Regions from separate parts of the Danio rerio genome. Here region 2 is linked to region 1. Evidence: chromatin contacts called from public HiCAR-type data. All regions are on one chromosome and are shown on one strand. The core of a region is the stretch at or near the end of the contact, and the rest is flanking DNA. Distances in the headings are between cores, read along the strand shown.

The links. HiCAR-type assays count read pairs that join an accessible place to other places.
Region 2: a HiCAR-type map of caudal fin shows a contact between it and region 1, with 3 times the contacts expected there. The contact joins the promoter of ppp3ca here to the promoter of puraa in region 1. A contact is called at or near these places in 5 of 18 Hi-C or Micro-C datasets (caudal fin, embryo and an unstated tissue) and 2 of 4 datasets of contacts at active chromatin or transcription factors (caudal fin and embryo).

Annotation. Positions count from the first base shown.
Region 1 is chr21:31,821,058-31,826,817 of GRCz12tu, forward strand. It overlaps puraa (purine-rich element binding protein Aa), which reads left to right and starts at 2,258. Exons shown (of 1, transcript NM_001001846.2): 1 at 2,258-3,276. The coding sequence starts at 2,263. The coding sequence ends at 3,126. The region is part of intron 1 of nrg2a (neuregulin 2a); the gene reads right to left.
Region 2 is chr21:32,038,412-32,044,171 of GRCz12tu, forward strand. ppp3ca (protein phosphatase 3, catalytic subunit, alpha isozyme) reads left to right here and starts at 2,406. Exons shown (of 15, transcript NM_001198550.1): 1 at 2,406-2,673. The coding sequence starts at 2,619.

The sequences.
Region 1 (5,760 bases), core at 1,008-3,507:
TCGACCAATTGGACATTTTTATTATACAGTCCTACCTCTGCAAAATGGCTTGTCAAAAACCGGTAAGTCGGTCGCATTTAACTTGTTATTAACGGACAAACTGACTGCTTAATTTCTATAAATTAATTACGTTTACTAATAAGTTACTAGAGTAAATATAATATCCCTGCAACATAAAACAATTATCAAACATTTTTAAAAAGGTCATTGCTTTGCAGGATTAATACTCATTTCATTTAAATTACAGAACAGCTAAATTAAATGACAGAAACGAGTGCAGAACATTTGTATAATTATATAATTTAGACTTTTGCATTTGATGATATTCTAAAATAACTGAGCAAAATTGCCGCATCTATAGGAATATTCACATAATCAAATAACTAATAAATAGCAATGGGAAGCATGCTTATATTTGTTAAGCCGTGTCCTTTTTAAACATGTTTATAAACGAATGCAGCATTCTGAATGTATTAAACTGTTTTAAAAATGACCATATGCATGAATTGAGTGGATTTTACTTTATATATTACTAATTTAACGTTTCCCCTTAAATAAAGAGATGCCTAAAAGCAATTACTGAATTGTTTTTGCATGTACAAGACAGGCGCATTACAGCTGTATTGGGGCTATTGCGTGAATTATGATGTTGTTCTTAAATGCACATAACGTTTAAATTTTATTCCAGATGTAGTTTTCGCTTAGCTGACAGTCACGGACGTGTTCCTGTTAACGGCTTTGGTAAGAATGCATCCGTCACTATACCAGCATGGAATATCCAAAATAGGCAAAGTAATAGAGGAAACATTTATGCTTGCCTCCAAGTATCACACACAGATGCGTAAAGATATTAGTATTATCTAGGAGAACTTGTTCCCGCTATAAAGACTTTTGGGCGTTGAAAAGATTCAGTGGATGTTAAAGGTTCCACTAATATCCAGATATCCCAAAATAGCCTTTAATTTTGGAGTTTTATTTAGAATGCATGTAGGCTATTTTAGCCCAACTTTAAAATCGAAAATATTTTTTTTTCTAGCATGCTTTGAAAACTTTATATTCAAATATACATTTCAGGCACAGACTGGGTTGATTATCGCATGCAGGTAAAGCTGTGGTTTTAATTAAATTAAAGACTTCCTTTTATTGCAGATTTCCTGTATAATTTACTAATTTTACAAATATTTTTTAACAACTGAATATATCAATTAGGCTAGCTACAAAACGCAATAGTCGGCTATGTTAGTTGACTAATTTGTATAATAGGGAAATGCATGCAAGGTATATACATTTTATAAAGACATGCACAATAATGTATTATAAATGTTAAGTTTATAATACATTGCTTTATAAATTGATATAATTATATAAATATTATATATATATATATATATATATATATATATATATATATATATATATATATATATATATATATATATATATATATATATATATATATATATATATATAATTCAATTTATATAGCAATGTATTATAAACATTGTGCATGTCTTCATTAAAATTAAGACGCAACCTTAAAGCTAAAGAAAGCTTTTTGTATCTTTGCCATCTACCATCTCAATACATATTTGATTTTAAATAGCTATTGATTTTCCGTTTTTTTTTTTCTACGAAGAGAAAAAAAGGTAAACTAGGAGGTATAATGAATTATGAACTGAATGAAATGCATCTAAACAACAGGTCTGCCTGTCTATCGTTACATCTTACAAGCCTATTCATAAATAATATTAATTAATAACAGCGGGGTAAAATCGATTTATTTTATAGCTTATTTTTTCAGTTTTCTGTAAATTTTTATTTTTTACCATTTAAGCCACTTTTATTTTAAATCAACTTTAGATTTATTTTATTTTATGCGCGTAAAACGTAAAGTAAAAATAACCTGGTGAACAACGAACAAGAGCTTCAGCAAATAGTTTTTTAGGTACCATCTGTATATGAAATACGTCGACAGAATACATAATGTACCCTAAGCTGGAAATCTTCATTTTCGCTTTGAATCGAATTCATTTTCAGTTTCGTTTTCAGTCGAATACCACCTAATCTTCCAGGACAGACGCGCCGTGCGACTAGAGCGTGCGGACGCAGCGTTTGAGCTTCAGTACGCGGCGAGTTTATTCGGATTCTGCACAGGTCTGAACAGCGCTCGTCTTCTCTCCTCACACAGATCTCGCGAGAGCGGTGGCGTGGCTGCTTGGCTGTAGGCTTGCAGTAAGACTGAGGGAGAAGGCAGGCAGCATCATGGCGGACAGAGACAGTGGAAGTGAGCAGGGAGGAGCAGCCACGGGCCCGGGTGTCGGTTCCATGCACCCAGTGACAGGAGGGGCGGGCTCGGCTTCCGGGCTGCAGCACGAGACGCAGGAGCTCGCCTCGAAGCGGGTTGACATCCAGAACAAACGCTTTTATCTGGACGTAAAGCAGAACGCGAAAGGCCGCTTCTTGAAAATAGCAGAAGTCGGGGCCGGAGGAAACAAGAGCCGCCTCACTCTCTCCATGTCCGTGGCTGTCGAGTTCCGCGACTATCTGGGGGACTTCATCGAGCACTATGCCCAGTTAGGGCCGAGCAATCCGGACATGCCACAGGACGAGCCACGGCGGGCGCTGAAGAGTGAGTTTCTGGTCCGGGAGAATCGGAAGTACTACATGGATCTGAAGGAGAACCAGAGGGGCCGCTTTCTGAGGATTCGGCAGACTGTCAACCGGGGGCCCGGTTTGGGATCCACGCAAGGCCAGACCATTGCTCTTCCAGCCCAGGGACTAATCGAATTTCGCGACGCGCTCGCCAAACTCATTGACGACTACGGAGTGGAGGACGAGCCGGCGGAGCTGCCGGAGGGAACCTCGTTAACTGTGGACAACAAGCGCTTTTTCTTTGACGTGGGCTCCAATAAGTACGGGGTGTTCATGAGGGTAAGCGAGGTCAAGCCCACCTATCGCAACTCTATCACAGTGCCCTACAAAGTGTGGTCGAAATTCGGCAGCACTTTCTGTAAATACGCAGATGAAATGAAAAAGATTCAAGAGAAACAGAGGGAAAAAAGGGCATGCGAGCTTCAGCAGCAACAGCAAGAGGAGATGCACGGCGACGACGGGGATGAGGATTGATAGTGGAGGGAAACATGCAAAAAAATAAAAAAAAATAATCCGAATAACCTAAACAAAAAAAAAATCTACGTACTGTGCTGTAAAAAAGAGAGATACATAAAAAGATAAGTAACTGTTTAACTCCAAGGGAGCACTACCCACAAAAAAAAAGAAAAATACAAACCTCCACAGACTGACAGTCCACCCATCGCTGGATGACATCCACTTACCCACCATTAATACAGTAAGCGGCTGCTAAACCAAGTAATAACATTATATATGAACTGTGTTTCCTACTTGACAACAACAGAACTGAGTGTTTCTTTCCCTTATTAACCGAGAACTTTTTTACACGTTCCAAGATATTATAAAAGTGTTTGCAATGGAGTTCTTGCCGAGGAAGCGGTTCCTTTACGTGTGAGCTAATGACTTCAGCACAAATCAGATGTTTTAGTTTTTTTAACCAAATTTTCGAATCATCTGAAGAGGTTGTCATGGTAGCCTTGCCACTAGATATTCCAAGCATCACCTGAGGGCTAGCTAGAAAAGAAAAATATCAACCTGTTGATTGATAGAGGTACAGAGGTCAGCTGAGGGCCCGCTGTGAGCAGGTGTCTGGAGGCGGTGGGCGACCTCTTCACAAACATTCTGAGGAGTATTACCAGTGTATTTTTTTAATTGAACTTCTTGTCATGCAGATGATATGCTATGTATTTGTGTCTCGTTGTCATGCACAGTGTGTAAAAAAGGTACTTAATAAGTAAGAGCAGTGACAACAGAAAGAGAAAGAGCTCTCGGAAAACATTTTTTGTAACCGGACCCCTCGATACAAAGAATCATATGAAAATGCTCATGTAGAAAAACATACAAAGTATGATTTTGTGAATCAGATGTATTTCAGTGGAGAAGAAAACAACCCACGTTTTTAGTGGGGGATTTGACAAACAATCTGTTAAAGGGTTTAAAAATATATAGAAATATATGGAAAAAAAAATATATATATATATAAATATATATATCAGTCTACCAATGAGAGGATGAGTGGCGCCAAGGAATGCTGTAGTTGCATGTTAACCTGTACACAGCCACATTGAGGTGGATTTCTCAATGTTCGTCCTCAAGGACTCTTCTTTGTAATGTCCATAATGTCAGTGATGTTTGGTCAGGTAATTGAACCAGTACTCGTTTTTCTTTTAAGGAATGACTTGTTCAAGAAGTATGTGTACATAATAAGATAATATATCAACTCTTTTGACTGTTTGATAAGACATCAATGACAAGCCTATTGGAATGAAAGCCCTTTTTCATGGGGGCCCTTGAGGACCTGTGTTGGGAGACCCTGACTTTAATGAAACTTGTTGGGGAGCATACTCTTCAGCATTAAACAACCTGGTGCCTTACAGACTCCGCATGCTTATACACTGGCTGGTGCTTTAGATCCAAGTTTGGGTTTTTGTCGTTTTTTGTTTTTTCTTGCCCGCTTTCTTTATTACTTCTTGATTTTGTTTGGCTCTGGCCCTCCTTTATGCTACTGCGTAACTCGTGGTCTGTTTGGATGAAAAGGAATTCATTATTTGAAGGTTCTGATCACAACGAGTGACTCGCAAATGCATTTTAAGCCACCTTTATGAAAACAAAATGAGCCTTTCTTAATTTATCAAATGTTATGTGCCAGGCAAAAAGGTGTTTAGTGGCTCTCAACAAACTCTTTTGTTGTGAAGTAAACTTCCGTACTGAAGCCTCTCTGTGTAGTTTGGCAGTAATATGTCATTATCACAGACCAAACGCCTAGTTGAGGGGTGTGGCCAGGATTTTTTTGCTTTTCTTTTCCCAACTTTTTAGTGTTGCTAAATTTGTCATTTTTGGCTCTCAAAGTTTATTTTTACCCCCTCTCTTCCCAGTGCTATATTTCATTACTGTGTGCAATATTGAACGTGCCAATGTTGGCAATATATGTATATCAATTAAATATATGATTAATATTTGAAAAGCATGTGGCTGAATTCCACGTTTATTTCTTTAAAAGGTCTTTATTTCTTTAAAGACTTTATCTGCACTTAAAAAAAAAGGTATGTATCTGGAAAAGAAACCAATTTTATTGAACAAGCTTCACCCAGGTGAAGTAAACACATAGCAGTTTATCTATCCTGTCTGCACTTTCTGTGAACGTTTATGTCATGAACGCACCCTGGCTCAGTTTCATCTCTGTTCTTCGTGACGTGGGAGGGTAAGGGTTACTGGAATGGTCACATGAATCAATGAGGGTGTGAAGGCCTTTGGGTTAGGGGCAATGATTATGTATCTTTAATTTCTCTTCAAATACATACATGGGATGATTCTAATGATGAAGGTGTGTGATGACCTCTTCTGTCTTCAGTAGCACATTGCTTTCCCAGCTGGAGATAAATGTCTGACCAATGTTTGTTTAAAAATTATTTTAACAAAGAATGCCTGCATATTGTTTATATATATATATATATATATATATATATATATATATATATATATATATATATATATATATATATATATATATATATATATATATATATATATATATCTTTATATATATATATATATATATATCTTTATTTACGTTTTAACTTATGTTCCCTTTGCAAAGAGGTTCACCGAATTCGGCGGTTATGCATCAAA
Region 2 (5,760 bases), core at 1,156-3,655, 220 kb after region 1:
ATTGCACAAATAACATTTCCTGGTGTTCACATATGTAAGTGCTTGCAAATGAATGCAAAGCAATGTACATTTTATATAAACAAATATAATAAAAACATTTAATAAATAAATCTAGCTTTATAATATAAATTTATTTAAAATACTCTGTTCACTTTAACCCAATTTTCACTTTTTGCACTTTGGGAATTGAAGATACAGCAAGGATCCATTATTCCGAAATATAATATAATATAATATAAATGTTTATCCTCACTGTATTCACAGCTGTTTTAACATATCAGAGAAGAAAGCGTCTGATTAGCAGTGTGGATCTATGTTCCACTAGCTCTCCAATTCAACTCCTCTCTTTGACTGCTACATTAAAAAACACATTTGCTACAATCATTTCTGAAAAATATTGTCCCTTTGTCTTAGTTCATGTGTCACCATTTTTCATGACTTGATATAAATGATTTGTGCAGAAATGACGGTTACAGTATTTTTTGTATTAGCATATTATTTTTGAAAGATATAATTATTTTTTACAATTTCACAACATTATTTGTACAAAAAATCACTTAGTCATATTGTCTTCTGTAATGTTATATTTGCATTTTTTGCAAATATAAAATGTTTTAATGAAATTGAAAAAAACTGTCACTGTAATTTAGAATATATATATATATATATATATATATATATATATATATATATATATATATATATATATATATATATATATATATGTATATTAAAGATTTAATACTGAAATGCCATATTTACAATACGATAAGTTCTGAATACTCATTCTGTAATTTGCCTTATGTTGTCATTTCTTTATTTATTTTTTGTAAATTATCAGATTTTTTCAAATAAATAATAAAAGGCAGTTGGTATAGAAATTACTTCTACAACTATTTTTATTTAAAGCAGCAACTTTTATAGATAATACAGCATGTTTTAGAATAATTTCTTCATTATGTATATTTTTTCACTTTGCATTCTGTAATGTTGTCTTTGGTAAATTAACCTTTTTATTAATTTCATTTACTAATCAGGGGTGACCAGGTGGCTCAGTGGTTAGCACTGTCGCCTCAAAGCAAGATGGTCTCTGGTTCAAGTCCCGGCTGGGTCAGTTGGCATTTCTGTGTGGAGTTTGCGTGTGTGCATGTTTCCTCTGGGCGTCAAAGACATGCACTATAGGTGAATTGGGTGAACACAATTAGTGATGCAGGAGTGTGTGTATTTCCCAGAACTGGGTTGCAGCTGGAAGGACATCTGCTGCGTAAAACATATGCTTGAACAGTTGGCAGTTCATTCCGCTGTGGCAACCCCAGACAAGCAGGGACTAAGCTGAAGGAAATTTAATGAATGATTGAATAATCTGCACAAACGGCGTAGAAATGACTGCCACTGTAATGTTTCTATTATTTACTTCATATGGGCTCACTGAATATTACTTCAGTCCTAATTTTTCTGTCAGTTTACGTTCCCTTTTTTGGCAAATTATCAGCTTTTTAAATTACCTACAATAAACGATGCTAGAGTCATCTGTCCTGGTAATTTTTGTCCCACTAACTTTTATTTACAGATAAACTGAAATCCCATAAACTGTTTTTAAAAAATATAATTTTGCCTTATGTTATATAATTTTTTTGTAAGTTTTGTAATAAGTAAACAATAAAACATTGAGTGTATAATTGAAGCTATTTTATACAGTATCTTTTTATCAACAAAATATGCACTGCAAGGCTAATACAAAAAAAATTTCAAAGTTTTTTTTATCATTCTGTCATGTCACATTTAATGTAATATTTTTGGCATATTTTACATTAGAGATTGTTGTCAAAGTAATATTGTACTTTAAACTTTTATTTAAATGCATAATAAAACGACACATTTACTCCAACAGCCATTATAAACCAAATGTAAAAAAGCAGTCAGTAAATTTGCTTAATGCCTTTTAAATGACAGTTTTGTCTAATTCCAAGTTTTGTAGCTTACTGAAGCACCATTAACCATAATTGTGGTCATTATCCACAATTTCCGTTTAAATGAGCACAGCAACTCTGCTTATTTGTCTATAAATAAATAAAAAAATCTCTCAAATAACAGTTTTGGGCCGATGCCACACGCGGGACACCGCCACGTACACTCGCCCAGACCTGAGTGGCATTTCAAATCGATCATCCATCGTCTGCGTCCTCGGGAAAGCCCTTCATCTCCACCTGATGGCAGCATCACGCAGCCTCTTCTCGCGGGTGCGTGGGAGTTCCCTGCTTCGCCATGTCGGGGTGGTGCAACGCGCTGAAAGGATCTCCCGATCTCTCTCTCTCTCTCTCTCTCTCTCTCTCTCTTTCTCCCTCCACCGCCTCCACCCCATCAGCAGCACCATCCTCCCACTCACGACAGTCTCAGTCTCAGCAGCAGAAGAAGCATCGTCCTCCTCCAACCTCTCCAGGCAACAGCAGCAGCAGCATCAGCACCATCATCATCATCCGGCGGTGAGACACGGAGGAGACGCATCCGAGTGATGCCACTGCACCAACCGCATCTCGTCACCGCGAACACACGCCGAGAATAAAGCGCTTCTTCTGCGAGGAGGGAGAAACACATTCGCCTGGAGACATTCACTGCCCATGAAGATGTCTAACGCCGACATGGTCTTGAACTCCACCGATCGGGTAGTGAAATGTAAGTGAATGGCGCATATTTCCCTACCTATTTGCTTCTTACCTGGGTTTTTTCTTTTGCGATGTCGCGCCGTACTTATATAGGGCTACTAATGCTAATTAAGACGCATCGGGCGCGTTTGTTAATGTGATCGGTTTACGTTCTGGATTGAAGTGTTTATGATTTTGTCTTTGCTTTGGATTGGTGTTAATCGAGTCACAGGCAGGTAGGTCGGGGGAGACGCGTTAAATAAGGCAGATCCAGTGGAGGCGGTGATGCAGCAGGATTTTAGGTGGCATCACGCAGCCCTTCCTGTATTTTCTTCATAGACAATGGAAGCAATAGGGGTTTTCGGCGCGTATCTGAGCTGTTTGCTTTCTCCAGGGAAGCCTCTGAGTCTGAAGGTAAATCATTCGAGCTGGGAACTGTCACGCCCCCGTTGCGTCTGATTGATTTTCTCGCATTTGCTGGTCACGTAGCGCACATTAATATTCGCGAGTGTTCATGAAAGCGGAGATCATTGAGACAGAATATTAGCGTCATGGTGCTGTATAGAAACTATACGTCATTTTAATTAAAGGTACGTTCGGTCATTTTTTTGCTTTAGCAGTATTAATGTCTAAACGTAAACTATGCACGTAAGTAGTCTTACTACAGAAAATACAATTTTATTCAACCCAGAGGGTGGCCACCATGTTTGGATCACGTGATCGTTTTTGTTATTAGTTTGAAAGTAAAAGTAATCTCAAAACATGACTTGCACCATAATTTAATAATAAAAAGAAGACGGACAAAACTACTCATTTAAGCCCAAACTGCTGGTCAGTGAAGCCAACATTTTTTTTTAATCATTTTTATTTGTTTATTAATACAATTGGTCACACAACCTTTCAAAATACTTTATCTGACTCACACACATACACAGGCATTTTAATGTGTATGCATTTCAACAATTTGTATTATTTCTCCCAGGCTACAGAGGTTCATGCATAATCTCTCGATATATTATATCCCATACAAATGTCTTTATTCTTGATGATAAATTTGTACGAATGTACTTTGTATTCTCTTTGCACAATCCCTTATCTTGGTAGGCATCCACAGCTGTTGCTGTAGTTTGCACATATTTTATTGTGTTCTTTTTAGGAAGTTTTTTGGTGATTATGAATCGACGACACCAATTACAGCTGCCACCTTGTAAAAAAACTAATCACTACATAAAAAGGAAAACAATATATAAAGTGCACTGTAAATTTACAATGTGCTGATCACTAAAAATTGTGAACCCTACTATGGCTTTATAGGTTTTTGGAGTCCATGCGTCCAGGCCAATAGGTGTCAGCAAAAAGTCTAAAAGCAATGTTTAGACAATGCTTTGTTAACATCATGCGTTTCGCATTTGCAATTTTATGAAATCTCATTTTTCCTGTCATGTCTTATATGTTTGTCTGTTGGCTCCAATGACTCAAATATTAATAAGACAACAAGACATTTTGAAATAGGGTGTTCCTCAGTAGTTACTCTCAAAATACATCATCAGAAAATAACCACATGATCGGTGGCCAAAAGAGAAACGGTTAAAAAGAGCTAAAAATATTAACTTTGATTTTTATTTTATTTTGTTATTTTGCATATTTTTTTGGTTATTATTTATTTTGCATATAATAACAGTAAGGAGACATGATTTTAGTTTATATTCATATTTAGACAACACAATACTACGGTGGCTGAGAGAGCTTAACATGATGCAATTTCTGAAAACACGTGCAGTTACAAAAAATGCCAGCAAACTGAAAAAAGATCTTCCTCAGTTTGACAGCACATGTGCTGCAAATCCTTACATCGTCACATTTGTAAAAAACTTGCCTTTTCTCATAACACAAAAAAATTAATAAAATCGTTGCATTTTCTCATAATACAACAACAATTGACAAAAATGCTGCATTTTCTTACAACACTTGCAAAAAGATATACGGAAAAAGACATAATGGAAATGTTTCAAGGGGACTCAAAAATGTGACGGACGCTGCTACTTAGGTTATGGGCTGTGTCCGAAACTGTCGACTACTCAGTAGGTACTGCATTTTAATTTAAACGTACTGCTCGGTCGTTAGAAAAGTACATTCTATAAACTATGAATGGGAAAAGTATGGATTTCGGACGTACTACATTCGCCATTTAGTCATGGTCACGTGACCTACCTGCGTCAGTTGCGTCACTTTACTTCCATTCATGAATTCTCTCGTGGGGCAATATAGGATAGCGCAGCATGCATGGGATGCGCACTCCAAAATCTCGCCAGAAGTAGTAAGTCATCCAGGTACTTCTCGCATACTGATTTTCGAATTCTATGAATTCTTACATACTACTCGGCTCGCATACTGATTTTAGCGTACTATACAGCATGGAAGTATGCGGTTTCGGACGCAGCCATGGTTATTTAAGCTAATAAAATACAAAATACATAAAATAAACAAAAAACTCACCTTTCAAAGATTACCAACAACTTCACTGAGCAATAGTCACGGCACACTGGCGTCCGTCACATTTCAAGTTGTGTTCTGTTCTTTTTGCAAGTGTTGTGAGAAAATGCAGCGTGTTTTTGTAAATTGTTAGCATTGTGAGCAAAGTGCAGCTTGTTATATTAATGCTTGTGTTGTGTGAAAATGCAGCACGTTTTTTTTTTGTGTATGCATAGTGAGGATTTGCGGCACATGTGCTGTTAAACTGATAAAAAAAAAATTCTCAATTTGCTGGTGTTTTTTTGTAACTGCACATGTTTTTTTTAAGTTCCAACACATTAAGCTCTCTTCGCCACCGCCAAATAAAGACTTAAATTAAGAAAGGAATATTTGGTGTAATAACCGTGATGAGATCTTAGAGCTAATTTAGTGCAAATGAAATTTGAAGTTTGGAGGAAATGATATCAGATCTTTATAGAATAATACAATTTTTTAAAAAAAAATCTGCACCTCACCTATTAAGAACAGAAAATCCATAGAAAATTGTCTCTTCATTTTTTTACTAACACAGGCTCCTTGGAAAAATGTGTCCAGGAATACATTTTAAAAGAATGTACCCTGTACTACATCCTCTTGCCGTTTTTAT